3 separate regions of the Mus musculus genome follow, and regions 2 and 3 are each linked to region 1. A link is a contact called in public promoter capture Hi-C data. All regions are on one chromosome and are shown on one strand. The core of a region is the stretch at or near the end of the contact, and the rest is flanking DNA. Distances in the headings are between cores, read along the strand shown. Region 1 overlaps Ylpm1 (YLP motif containing 1). Region 2 overlaps Ltbp2 (latent transforming growth factor beta binding protein 2). Region 3 overlaps Arel1 (apoptosis resistant E3 ubiquitin protein ligase 1).

What was found. Capture Hi-C pulls out chosen DNA fragments and counts their contacts.
Region 2: a contact with region 1 is called in a promoter capture Hi-C map of pancreatic islet. The contact joins two enhancer-like sites. A contact is called at or near these places in 5 of 484 Hi-C or Micro-C datasets (the Ba/F3 cell line, embryonic fibroblasts, group 2 innate lymphoid cells and 1 more), 4 of 115 datasets of contacts at active chromatin or transcription factors (acute myeloid leukemia, bone marrow-derived dendritic cells, embryonic fibroblasts and 1 more) and 3 of 9 other capture datasets (adipose tissue, liver and pancreatic islet).
Region 3: a promoter capture Hi-C map of pancreatic islet shows a contact between it and region 1. The contact joins two enhancer-like sites. A contact is called at or near these places in 13 of 39 promoter capture datasets (the 3T3-L1 cell line, 3T3-L1-derived adipocytes, the C10 cell line and 7 more), 3 of 484 Hi-C or Micro-C datasets (cortical neurons, erythroid progenitors and nephron progenitors), 2 of 115 datasets of contacts at active chromatin or transcription factors (embryonic fibroblasts and embryonic stem cells) and 3 of 9 other capture datasets (adipose tissue, liver and pancreatic islet).

What each region holds. Positions count from the first base shown.
Region 1 is chr12:85,049,670-85,053,600 of GRCm38.p6, reverse strand. Ylpm1 (YLP motif containing 1) reads right to left here. Exons shown (of 21, transcript NM_178363.4): 14 at 3,733-3,909; 15 at 3,574-3,657; 16 at 3,229-3,312. Among named protein-coding and RNA genes, the nearest start is that of Prox2, 45 kb to the left of the region's middle. Within about 2 kb of position 2,275, at least 76 of the 459 cell types and tissues checked have an H3K27ac peak or open chromatin away from gene starts, as enhancers often do. A contact at or near this core is called in pancreatic islet, where this site is marked.
Region 2 is chr12:84,817,495-84,821,425 of GRCm38.p6, reverse strand. The region is part of intron 8 of Ltbp2 (latent transforming growth factor beta binding protein 2); the gene reads left to right. Among named protein-coding and RNA genes, the nearest start is that of Isca2, 46 kb to the right of the region's middle. Within about 2 kb of position 2,050, at least 35 of the 459 cell types and tissues checked have an H3K27ac peak or open chromatin away from gene starts, as enhancers often do. A contact at or near this core is called in pancreatic islet, where this site is marked.
Region 3 is chr12:84,920,287-84,924,217 of GRCm38.p6, reverse strand. Arel1 (apoptosis resistant E3 ubiquitin protein ligase 1) reads left to right here. Exons shown (of 20, transcript NM_178065.5): 16 at 93-222; 17 at 300-358; 18 at 2,871-2,960; 19 at 3,363-3,538; 20 at 3,638-3,931. The coding sequence ends at 3,740. Among named protein-coding and RNA genes, the nearest start is that of Ltbp2, 46 kb to the right of the region's middle. Within about 2 kb of position 2,172, at least 4 of the 459 cell types and tissues checked have an H3K27ac peak or open chromatin away from gene starts, as enhancers often do. A contact at or near this core is called in pancreatic islet, where this site is marked.

The DNA.
Region 1 (3,931 bases), core at 1,026-3,525:
AAAATGAAACATATCCATCTACCAGATTTCATTTCTTTGGGTACCTTTAGGGTTATTTTCAGTAGGTAATGAAGCTTGATTATAAATAACAAAGTTAATTTTTAATCATCTGGAATAAGTTTAACAGTTTTTTTTTAAATGCAAAACAACTCTTTCTGCATGTTGAAAGTCGGTGATTATATTAAGAAGTTCTGGAACAGCTAAACCGTGAAAATAGCATATAGCTCTAACTTATGGCCTGCCATTCCTGATTTATTGGCATCTGTGTAAAAGGTAGGAGCTTTAGAAATTGGTGTCCCTCTGACTAAAGAAGAAGAATCCAGTTAGTTCTTTTTATAAACTGAAGTTGCTTGCTTTTGGAGTATTTGTTGTTAATTTCTTCCAAAATGTTATTGCAAGCCCTTTGCCAGCCTTTAGTGATTACTCATAACTAGGCCATATCAGCATCAGGATAAGGCACTCATCTCTGTGAAGTCTCTTCTTATAAATTGACTAAGTCCAACTCTTTCTTTTTTAAAACTTTTATTTATTAGATTTTACTAGCTACCTAATTTAATGAATGAAAAATTTAGCTGTAACCCAAATGAAAACATTGGTTTTTTCATTGTGTTTTTCAATAAATTTGAATGTCCCTTGCCCCAAATTTTATTTGAGTGCTCTGCTGCACACCAGAAGAGGGCATCAGATCCCATTACAGATGGCTGTGAGCCACTGTGTGGTTGCTGGGAATTGAACTCAAGAAACTTTAGAAGAGCAGCAGTGCTCTTAATCACTGAGCCATCTCTCCAGCCCCTTTCTTCCTCCTCCTCCTCCTCCTCTTCTTCTTCTTCTTCTTCTTCTTCCTCCTTTTCCACCTCCTCCTTCTTCTTCCTTCTTCCTTCTCCTTCTTCTTTAATAATTAATTTAGAAACCCTTCTTATATATGGTTTTAATTTTTTACTACTTACTTGCTAAAAGCACCCATTCTGAGATATCATCTTCTTTGTGTATAAGAATCACTGTGGGAGAACGAGTAGCAGGCAGGATAACTAAAGTTCCATTCAGCTGGGACCCAAGCGATCCACATGTGCCTCCTTCCTATAATGTCTCCACCAGAGCCAATTCTCCTTCAGCCTCAGCCAATAATGTTCTTGGACTGTTTAATCACCTTGTAAGGTTTGAATATAAATGACTTAGCGTTTGGGTAGCTAATCCAAGAGTGAGCTGCAGCTAGTTATTATCTCCCGGTAACTTTTGAAAGTCACCAAGAGTTTGTAAACAATCTCAATCTTAATCTGTGCCTTCCGTGGTTGGATTCCTCACAGACCTATCCTAGATCCTGGGTCATTAACAGAACTCCCTCCCTCCCTGTATTTCTTTAGCAACAATCTACAATCCCCAACAATGCAATATTCCTTTTTATTTCATCAAACATTTTCTTTAAGGTATCTACATCTGAATCAGCCAATAAGAATCATCCATACAATGAATGAATGACTAATAAATACCTTTGGAAATATAAACAGCACTGGCTTAGTACTTTATGCCTTGATTATGTTGTGTTTTATACTAGTAAGTTTAGCTCGCCCTAAATTTTTTCTTCCATAGAAGAACCATTGACACTATTAAGAAAAAACAAACAATCAAAAACAAACATTTCCCATACAGGGAACTTTAATACTGAGTTATTCCCAATATTAGGGAAAAACCAAAAAACATTTTAACAAAAATAAACATGTGTACTCTGTCCAATTGGCCTGGAGGATTTATCCTGGCAGAATTTTCTCTCCCGTTTCCCCCGAGTCTTACATTCCCCCTTCATCTGTCATCCCCTCCCCTTTACCATCGCCTCCACAGCCCTCTCTCCTCCCTCCAGGGGTGGCAGGAGCGGTCTGGCAGGGGTCGGCTGGCAGGGGTGGGCTCTTGAGAGCTGCATTCTGTCCCAGACGTGAAGGGCACACAGAGGTGCACCTGATGGTTAGACCCTGCTGGCTGGGGTGCCCTGTTGGGCTCCCGTGGAGAAAATTCCCTCTTTAAGATGGCAATCTGACTTTGGAGGAGGAATCCAGCCCGGGTTGGGTGGATATTAACCAGAATTGCCAGGATCTCCAGATCCACAGCAGGAGGGAGGGGTAGATTGGGTGAGGCCGAAATGACCTGCCACGATTGAGGAAGCAATCAGGTGGCTTTTTTTGTTTTGTTTTTGCCCCTCCCCAATCTCCTAGTTTCCCATGATATAGAGCGTTTTTTGAAACGCTGAGGTCAGAGAGAGGTGTCACAGGGAATTCCCCAAAGTCCCAGCTGTGAGTCAGCCCTGCAAATTTTAGAGAAACTGCCAACAGCCCTAATGACATTACTAGTCAATGTGTAACAGGGCTTTTTCTTTTTTCTTTTGTTTTCAAGAAGAATAAAAGATAGGGGGTTATCTGTCAGGGATCAGACAGAGGGTTGGAGGCCTTCCACCCACACCAAGCGGTGGGTGGTCTTGGCCAGAGGATATCAATTGCTACTTCCCTGTGTCTGATCCTTTAGGACAGAGCAAACTGAAAGTAAGAGAGAGGAGAGAGGAGAGAGGAGAGAGAGAGAGAAGGAACAGATTAGTCCTAGACAAGGAGGTGTAAGACAGGTGGGGCAGATTGATGTCGAAACGGGGGTGGGGGGTGGTGGTGATCGATCTGCTCAAGGACTGAATCAAAGAGGTGCCTAGGGGGTGTGGGAAGAGAAGGTTAAGTAAATAAAAACACAAAAGAATTTAATTTATAGTATCATATCAATGTAAACTTTTTTTTTTCCTTTTTGTTTTTTTGAGACAGGTCTATAAGCCCTGGCTGTCCTAGAACTCATTTTGTAGACCAGGCTGGCCTTGAACTCACTCAGATCTGTCAGCCTTTGGGGGACTAAAAGTGTGTGCCATTAGCCCAGCTAATGCTTACCTTAAATTTTATAATTAAATGGATTTATTAGAGAATGTCCTTGTTCTTAGAAGATAGCCATCAACAACATATTCCGGACTGATGGGTTATGAGGTTTTTCAACACAATTCTCATATGATTGTATAGTAATGGTATGAAATAATGTTACTAAGTATTTATAAGGTGTTTATTAAAATGTGTGGAAATATTAACACCTGAATTGGTTGAGATTATTTAAAGGTATGTAAGTGCTCATGTAACTTTTCTGGAAGTTTCAGATTTTCACAGTGAAGAAGGTGTTGCTTATCTGCACTGCCCTGAGGCAGAGTATACTCACTTCTTCAATCGCAGCATCTTGTAGCAGGGAGCGGATGTCTAGACGCATCATGTGACGAGGTGCAACTTCCCAGTGTTCAGCCATCTATTGAGATGTTCAGAACAAGTTAACTCTGACAACTACTCCAATAAAGACTAAGGAGAGTGTCAAGAGAAACACAACTAATGCTATAACTTTAACAGACTAGCTTTAAGAAGAGCTAGGCATCCCTTTCCACTTATAAGACAGAAAGGAGAACATTTATTAAAGCAGGCAGAAAGATTTCTGAGCGACTTAAGACAGCATTACTAGTGCTGAAAGAATGATGTCTGGGATTCTCCAGCATACCATGTTTCTAAAAATCACCTTGTTTATTTCTTTAAGCTTTCTTCCATGAATATTTCTCTTGCCACAAGTCTGGTTATCAGCACTCATTTCAGCCAAATACACCTAAATAAAAATGTGTAACAATTAGGCCAAGAAATACAAATTCACACTAAAAGTGCTTCAAAGTTAAGACTATACCTCAAAACCCTTGGTTTTCGCTGCACTCCAAAACTGATCAAAATGTCTAACTCTGTCATTGATAGCATCCAGAATAATGAAAGGGAAAAAGCCGTCATCTAGAGTCTTTTTGAAAGTTTTGAACATGCTGGTGCGATAAGTCTCTTCCATGTCAGCTTCATATTCATATTCCATTACCTAAGACCCCACAGAGAAAAGG
Region 2 (3,931 bases), core at 801-3,300, 230 kb after region 1:
AGTTGTGTGCCTGGCTGCCCTGGCTGCCCCGGTTGCGCTGGGCTCCCACACCATTTCTACCAGAAGAGTGAAGCTTCACCTCAGCATACTCACCTGTCTGCCATGTGCAATTCTGGGGCAAGGCTCCAGCCAGCTCAGAAATCCAAGCGTGGCCTCCCATGGCAAATATGAGTCTGTCCTCAGGGGGAGGGGGGGGTGGAAGGGGTATGCATCAGGGATCCTCCATATGTCCCTGTTGTGGGCACCTTGTCATGGCTGAGATCAAGAGTGTAGTATAAATAGCTCTGTGGCCAGACATGTCTTCACTGTCTCCTCCCAAGCTCTGCTTGGGGAACCAGGGCCAACCCTGTCTCCAGCAATTAGAAGTTTTTGTTGAGGCCTCCTTGGGAAGGAAGGATAGCAGAGTGGCAGAGAGATTGCAGCCAGGGGCTCCTCACAGAGCTTACACTCTAGGAAGGAGATGGGCAAGCACACTAGTGGTCACATGACATGCTAAATGCCATGAGCAGGGAAGGCCAGTGCCCTCCGAACATGCAGGAAGGACACCTGCCGCCCTCATCCCTGTGAGAGGGTCACACAGTTCAGTGGCTGCTGGATTCTCACCCCAGGCCTCGTGGCCATCTGAACGTCTGCTCCTCCCAAGGAGATTTTTCTGGTTCTTCGAGATCATGATGCTGAACTTGGTCTCACAGAAGTTGGGAAGACTTTCGGAAAGGTATGGAAATACCTAGTTTGACGTGGAGGCTGTTGGCCAACATTGGGAGAGCTGCTACTAGAGATAGAAGCTTGGCGGTTACTTATTTTTCTCTAGAAGCTTGCCTCCAGGAAGTACAGACAATTGGGTATTTTCTCTTCAACCCAGTGAGAGCCAAGTCTCATTACAGGGCAGGACCTGCATTGTGGAGGGAGCCTGGGCTTCCATGTGACCATGGCCAGCTCTTCTCAGCTCTCTCATGGTTTTGTTCAGATTCTAGTGGCTGGGTCTCCTCTTGTTCTTAGTTCTAGCCAAACACTCTCCCCATCCTACCCCCCAACTGCCCAGAAAGCAAAGATCTGCCTGACTTCTCTTCTAATCTCTCTGGATGTCAGGAGGTAATGCTGCCCTGGCCTCTGGTACACTGAAACCTGCTGAGAAAGACTCCTTCTCACCTCTTTCTCTTCTTCCTCCTCCTGCATTCGACCTTGACTTGTTCCTGCCAGCCTCCTTACCTCCCTGAGTTCTGTAAAATGGGGACTAGAAGCCTTCCTGACGGTCACTGTTGTGAGAAACAGACAGGACAGCGTGGCCCGGTGTCCTTGCTATCCAAGCGTCATACAAACACTAACTTGGCGTTACTCCTCAGCCCCCGGCAAATACTCTGTAGTATTCTTTCCCAGTTTCTGCTCTTCATAACGCCTTCTGCCTGTATCCAATCTGCCAGTGTTCCAAGTTTCTCCAGACAGTGTGGACTCAGTCTCCCTTCCTCCCGCCCTCAGCTCACACCACCAGGCCCCAGGTTCCCAAGCTTCACCTTGGCCCACGGCCTGAAACTTGGACCTTCCAAAGCTTCACCTCCATTCCTGTGGCTCACTCAGTGCTTCAGAACCCACACTTAGACCCTCAGACAACATGGATCCTGTCAGTAAAAAAAATTAGAACTTCAATGTATTTTTTCGTTTTTAGTAGCAAAGGAGGCATGAAGTTTTACAAGTGTATGTCCTCACTTGATCTGCCCATTATGCCAGATGGTCACACGTCTTGCTTGGCTTGCAGCATGCTCTGGGATGGGGTTTCCAGGCAACTGGCATCTCCATGTGTTTGATTTTGTCATGTTACAATTCCTGTGGCTCCCATGGTTCTGCTTCCTGCACCTGTTTGTTGTCTGGCCTTAACTAAATCAGCCCTGACAAAGCAGAGGTGGGACTCTAGGAAATTCCTGCTAAGAACCTGTGGTCTGGAGAAACTACTAATGACGTAATCATAAGCTATCATGAAAGGCATAACAGCTGCACGTCTTATAATGACTTGTCATCAGCCCATCACCCATGGCCTGACATGCACAGCAAGAGCCAGCTGGCCAAACTGTGAAAGGCAGAGTTCTGTCTGCTACCATAGATAACAAACCTCTCCCTAAGAGCCTAGAGAGGCGGCTACTAAGTAGCAGCTACACACTTGGAATAACATTTGTAGGCCAGGCATGGAGGCTCACAACTGGAATCCCAGCATTTGGGAGACAAAAGCAGATGTGAGATGGAGAATCTGAGTCTGTCCTGGGCTACACAGAGAGACCCTCTCAAAAAAACAAAACAAAACAAAAAAACAAAAACAAAAACAAAAACAAAAACAAAAAAACAACCAGGGAAGACTAGAGGAGTTGGGAATTTAGTTTAGTGCTAGGGCCCTGAGTTCCACCTTCAGCACTGAAAACAAAACCTGTAAACACCAAGACACTCAAACTTGGCTGAGCAGCTGAATAAAAGTATCATTACTCTCCCTTCCTCCTCCTCCTCCTCTTCCTCTTCTTCTTTCCCCTCTCCTCCTCATTAAGAGAGAAGGTCTAGACCAGAGTGACCTTGAACTCACAGAGATCTGTCTCGGTCTCCTTATTAAGATGTGAATCATCCTATCCAGCAAAATTGCATTATTTTAAAAAATTCTTTCTTTTTATTCTCAGTTATACCTCTGTGTGTCCATGTGTTGGTGTGTGCACCTGAGTGACCCATAGAGGCCAGTAGAGGGCGCTGGATCCCATAGAGCTAGAGTAACAGTTCCCTTCTTCCATCACGTGGCTCAGTGGGATTGAACTCAGGGTGTCAGGTTTGGTGGCCAGTGCATCGACCCACTGAGCCATCTCATCAGCTCTTAGGTACTTCTCATCTTAGGAATTATGAACTCAATCCTCCCTCCCCCCACCTCAGTGCTGGAGATCAAACCCAAGAGGTGGGCACACTCACTGGACCGCCACTCTAAAACAATGTCGATGCTTTCTTTTTCTGTTTAGTATCTAGGGGCTTTTTGCCTCTGTGACAAGAGAAGGATGTTGTGAAATCAAGGCAGGATGTGTGTTAGCATCAAAACACTGATATCATTTTCCTTGTTGGCCAATATGCATTCAGATCCCTCCTGTGTCTTTATCATCATTTCCAAATAAAGCTAATAAGGTAAATAAGCATGTTTGATCATGCTATATTGCAAAATGTGGGTTAGCAGAATGTCTAATGCATATAATATTATAGCTACATGTGTGTTATAAACTCGGGCGAAATGGCTTTTTATGTCTGTCTATCTTTCTGTCTATCCAGGTTTTTTGAGACAGGCTTTCTCTGTGTAGCCCTGGCTGTCCTGGAACTCTGTCTGTAGACCAAACTGACATGAAAGTCGAAGATCCATCTGCCTCTGCCTTCTAAGTGCTGGGGTTAAAGGCATGAACCACCACTGCCAGGGGAGAAAAAACTTCTTTAGTATTTCCCAAAATAATGTTACGTGAGAAAGGGTCTCGTGCTCTGTCTCAGGCTGACCTTGAACTGAAGCGGGTCCTGCTGCTCCAGCCTCCTGGGTGCTGGAATTATGAGTATAAAGCATCACTTCAGCTTCTAAAAATATTTTCTTTTTTAACACTCTTTTAAAAATATGTATGTATGTATGTATTTAATGTATATGAGCACACTGTTACTCTCTTCAGAGACACCAGAAGAGGGCATCAGATCCCATTGCAGATGGTTGTGAGCCACCATGTGGTTGCTGGAAATTGATCTTAGGGACTCTAGAAGAGCAGTTACTGCTCTTACCACTGAGCCATCTCTTCAACCCTAAAATAATTTTCTAATTGAAATACACACACACACATGCACACACATATATGCTATACAGCATGATATTTTGAAATGAGAATACACTGTAATATAGTTAATCTAATTAATTTGTTTGGGCTGAAGAGATGATTCAGCTGGT
Region 3 (3,931 bases), core at 923-3,422, 130 kb after region 1:
GTCCGGTCACTGCCTGTAGAACATTTCAGGCTGATACAGCGTACAGTTTTACCACAATTTCTCCATGTCTTGTCGTTTGCCTTCTGTTTCAGATTGTAGAACTCATGACAGGCGGAGCTCAAACCCCAGTCACCAATGCAAATAAAATCTTCTATTTAAACCTGCTGGCTCAGTATCGGCTGGCCAGTCAAGTGAAAGAGGAGGTGGAGCATTTCCTGAAAGGTGGGCCCGTCTCCTTGTGCATCACACGTTGGGGCCATAGTAGCAGTCTGGCTCTAACTTGGATACTTCTGTTTCAGGCTTGAATGAGCTGGTTCCTGAGAACCTCCTGGCTATTTTTGATGAGAATGAGCTTGAGGTAAGCGCTTAGGATTTGAACTTATCTTGTTTGTGGTTTTTGTTTACTTGTGTGAGGACACACGGGTGCCAGTCGGGTATATGGAGGTCAGAAAGCCACTTGTCGACTTAGTCCTCTCCTTCCACCACATGAGCCTCGGGATCGGCACAAGTGCTTTTACCAGCTGAGCCATCTCCCCAGCTCCAAGACTGCTGCGTTCTTGAGGGTGTGCCTCACGGGCCCCTGCTTGCTATACCTTCTGTTAGTGGTGCGGCAAGAAAGCCCATTCTTTCTTCTTGGGAAATGAGAGGATTGAGACAGTCTCACTGTGTAGCCAGAAAGACGTTTATTATACAGGAGTTAGAGTCACTTTAAAAGAAATTTTTAAAAATGTATATGAGTCTTTTCCTGCATGTATGTCTGTGCACCTTGTCTCATCTTTTAAAAATTACAATGTTGAAATTTATAGAGCAGCAAGTAGTTATGAAGAGTAGTCATTAATATTTATCAAGTATTATTGATATTAATTGACTAATGAGTATTTGCATAATATATAGTCTTCATATTTAAGTGGATTATAGAGTATATTTTTTAGGGGTGTGTGAACTATGAGCTGTGTGCTGAGATTCCAGAGAAACTGCAGTGAAGAAGACAGAAGTCCCTCCAGGCTCTATGCTAGTGAAAGACACAGAATGGGTCATATTAAAGTCACGTGTGTTTACATATCTGTAGTGTCACAGAGTGTGAGAACATGTGCATGTATTTACATATCTAAGTAACGGTGATTTCACATTTTGTCAGCCCAAAGTTAGCTCTAAGATGGTTAAATACCATTTTTTTTTTGTTTTGTTTTGTTTTTTTGAGACAGGGTTTCTCTGTATAGCCCTGGCTGTCCTGGAACTCACTTTGTAGACCAGGCTGGCCTCGAACTCAGAAATCTGCCTGTCTCTGCCTCCCGAGTGCTGGGATCAAAGGTGTGTGCCACCACCGCCTGGCTAAACACCATTTTTATGGTCAGCTGAATGAAAGGCCTTAGGAGTCGAGAACAAGAGAGTCAGCTTGTCTTTTCTTGCTGCTGCTCCTCACACATGATATGTACAGTCAAAGTTCTTCATAACGTTCCTGTTAGAAATCCTTCCTGCACTCTGGAGTTCCAGGACAGCCAGGGCTAGAGAGAAGCCCCATCTCAAAACACAGAAACAAAACAAAACAACAACAAAAGAGAAACTTTAAAATGTGTAAGGAAACCGCTATTGTCAGTATCATCAGGTGATGCTGTGTAATTCTTCCTCGGCTAGAGAACAGTCAAGCTTCTGTGATTCTCATCACCGGCAGTGCCTGGAGATGTAAGATCCAAACAATGAATTCTCAGTCTAGAATTTCTATAGACCTCTTACCTGTGCTGCTGCCTTGGGGCCCTGGGGTATTTTGTTGTAGTGTGAGCATTGGAGACAACACATCCGAGAATGGGAGAAAAGCTGCAGTCTACAGTTCCTCAGGCTGCTCCGAGCTACTCATTAACTTGGCATGGTCTTCGAGAAACTAAAGCTTCCAGGGCTGAAGTTGGGCTTTTTTGTCTCTTTATTAAGAGGTATCATTCCTTACAGCTATTGGATGGATATTCATAGTCTGCTAAGTAACATGCTGGCTCTTGAGCCAAATTAGGACATCAACAAGATATTTAAGGCTCTGATGTCATTAATGTTCTCTCTCTCTCTCTCTCTCTCTCTCTCTCTCCCCCTCTCTCTTTCCCCGCGCCCCCCTCCCCCATCCTTTTAGTTTATCTGTTCAACTGGAAGCAGAGCTAAAGGGAAGCAGTTAAAAGTTCAGCCCACGAAAGGGGGCTAGACCTGAGAGAAAGCACTCATAAAGGGCCCTTCCCCTGGGCAATCCTCTGCTGACTAGAACACAGACGCAGTTATTTTATTTCTTTCATTTCATTCTGTAATGACAAAGCCACCTTAGCAGTTCTTAACTAGGCATACTCGTCAGAAACACCTAGGAAACCTCTTCAGCTGTATTAATGTATAATCCAACTTCAGAGATTCTGCTTCAGTACCTAGTGTACTCATCTGTCTGTCTTTTAAATCCAGTCTATGTGATACAGGCATACATGTGCCACAGAGCTTATTGTGTGCTGTGGTATATCCGAGGTCAGGGGACCACTTCTAGGAGTTTGTTACACCCCTCCACTGTGCGTTCTAGGGATCCAACTCAGGTTGGCTGGCTTGCACAATAATCACTTTTGTTTTCTGCTGAATCGTGTGTGTGTGTGTGTGTGTATGTGTGTGTGTGTGTGTGTGTGTGTGTGTGTGTGTGTAAGTGGTGTGGATTTATTAATACTGTGATTTTTGTTTTGTTTTGTTTTGTTTTTTTGAAATCCCACACTAATTAGGAATCATTGGCCTATTACAGTTCATTCTAGCACTGTGATCTCATTTTCTGTCTTTCTCCTGGCATTGGTTTCATTCTGCATACCCATGTATGTAGGTAACTGACTAAATAGAATGTCTTTGTCCTTCTGTCTGTCTAGCTGCTGATGTGTGGGACTGGAGACATCAATGTATCTGACTTCAAAGCCCATGCTGTAGTGGTTGGTGGATCCTGGCATTTCAGAGAAAAGGTAATGGGCTAAGCTTTCACAGTTGGGTTGGTATTGACTTAAGTGGAATGGTTTTAGAAGACAAATGTAGAAGAGTCGAAGAAGTTGACATGTTGACTGGCAAAACAATGATTCTGGGAAAACAGGTAGTTATCCAAGCCGAAAGGAGCTCAGGTCCCTAAAGACAGGTGCCTTGACTACCACTGCGGTAATGGGTGGGAATGGAAGTAAGCAGAGCCAAGCAATCAATTGGTGATTACCCGCTGATCCTGTGACAATGTAAATTCTTGCAGGGATTGTTATTCATGCCTCATAGTGCTGTAACTGGGAGCATGTGCCTCCCCACAGTATCCTGGTCCTTCCTTAGGAGTCAGATCTTAGGCTGCATGTCATGTTGATGAAAGCCCTGTCTTTTCCTGCCAGGTCATGAGGTGGTTTTGGGCTGTGGTTTCCAGTCTGACCCAGGAGGAACTGGCTAGGCTGCTTCAGTTTACAACAGGCTCTTCTCAGCTCCCACCTGGAGGATTTGCTGCCCTCTGTCCCTCATTTCAGATTATTGCTGCTCCAACCCATAGCACGCTTCCTACTGCACACACATGGTAGGCTGCCCGAAGCATCCCTGGTGGGGGAGTCTCTTTCTAGCCCTTGCCCATGTTTCTTGTAGTATGAATTCATCATCTTCCTCCTTGTTTTTCCAGTTTTAACCAACTGTGCCTCCCTACATATGACTCATATGAAGAGGTGCACAGGATGCTACAGCTGGCCATCAGTGAGGGTTGCGAGGGCTTTGGCATGCTCTGACCGCTCCTCTGTCACCTGCTTGGCTCCCAAGCTCTCTAGAGCATCTGGACACATGTTAACAAGCATAGCCACTGACCTTAACCACAACCATTAGCCAGAAGATACTGCATGCTCCCTTGTGTCTGGAGTATTCTGTCATCTGCAAGCCCTGTTCTTACCTCACCTGTCCACGTTCACCACAGGCCACTTGA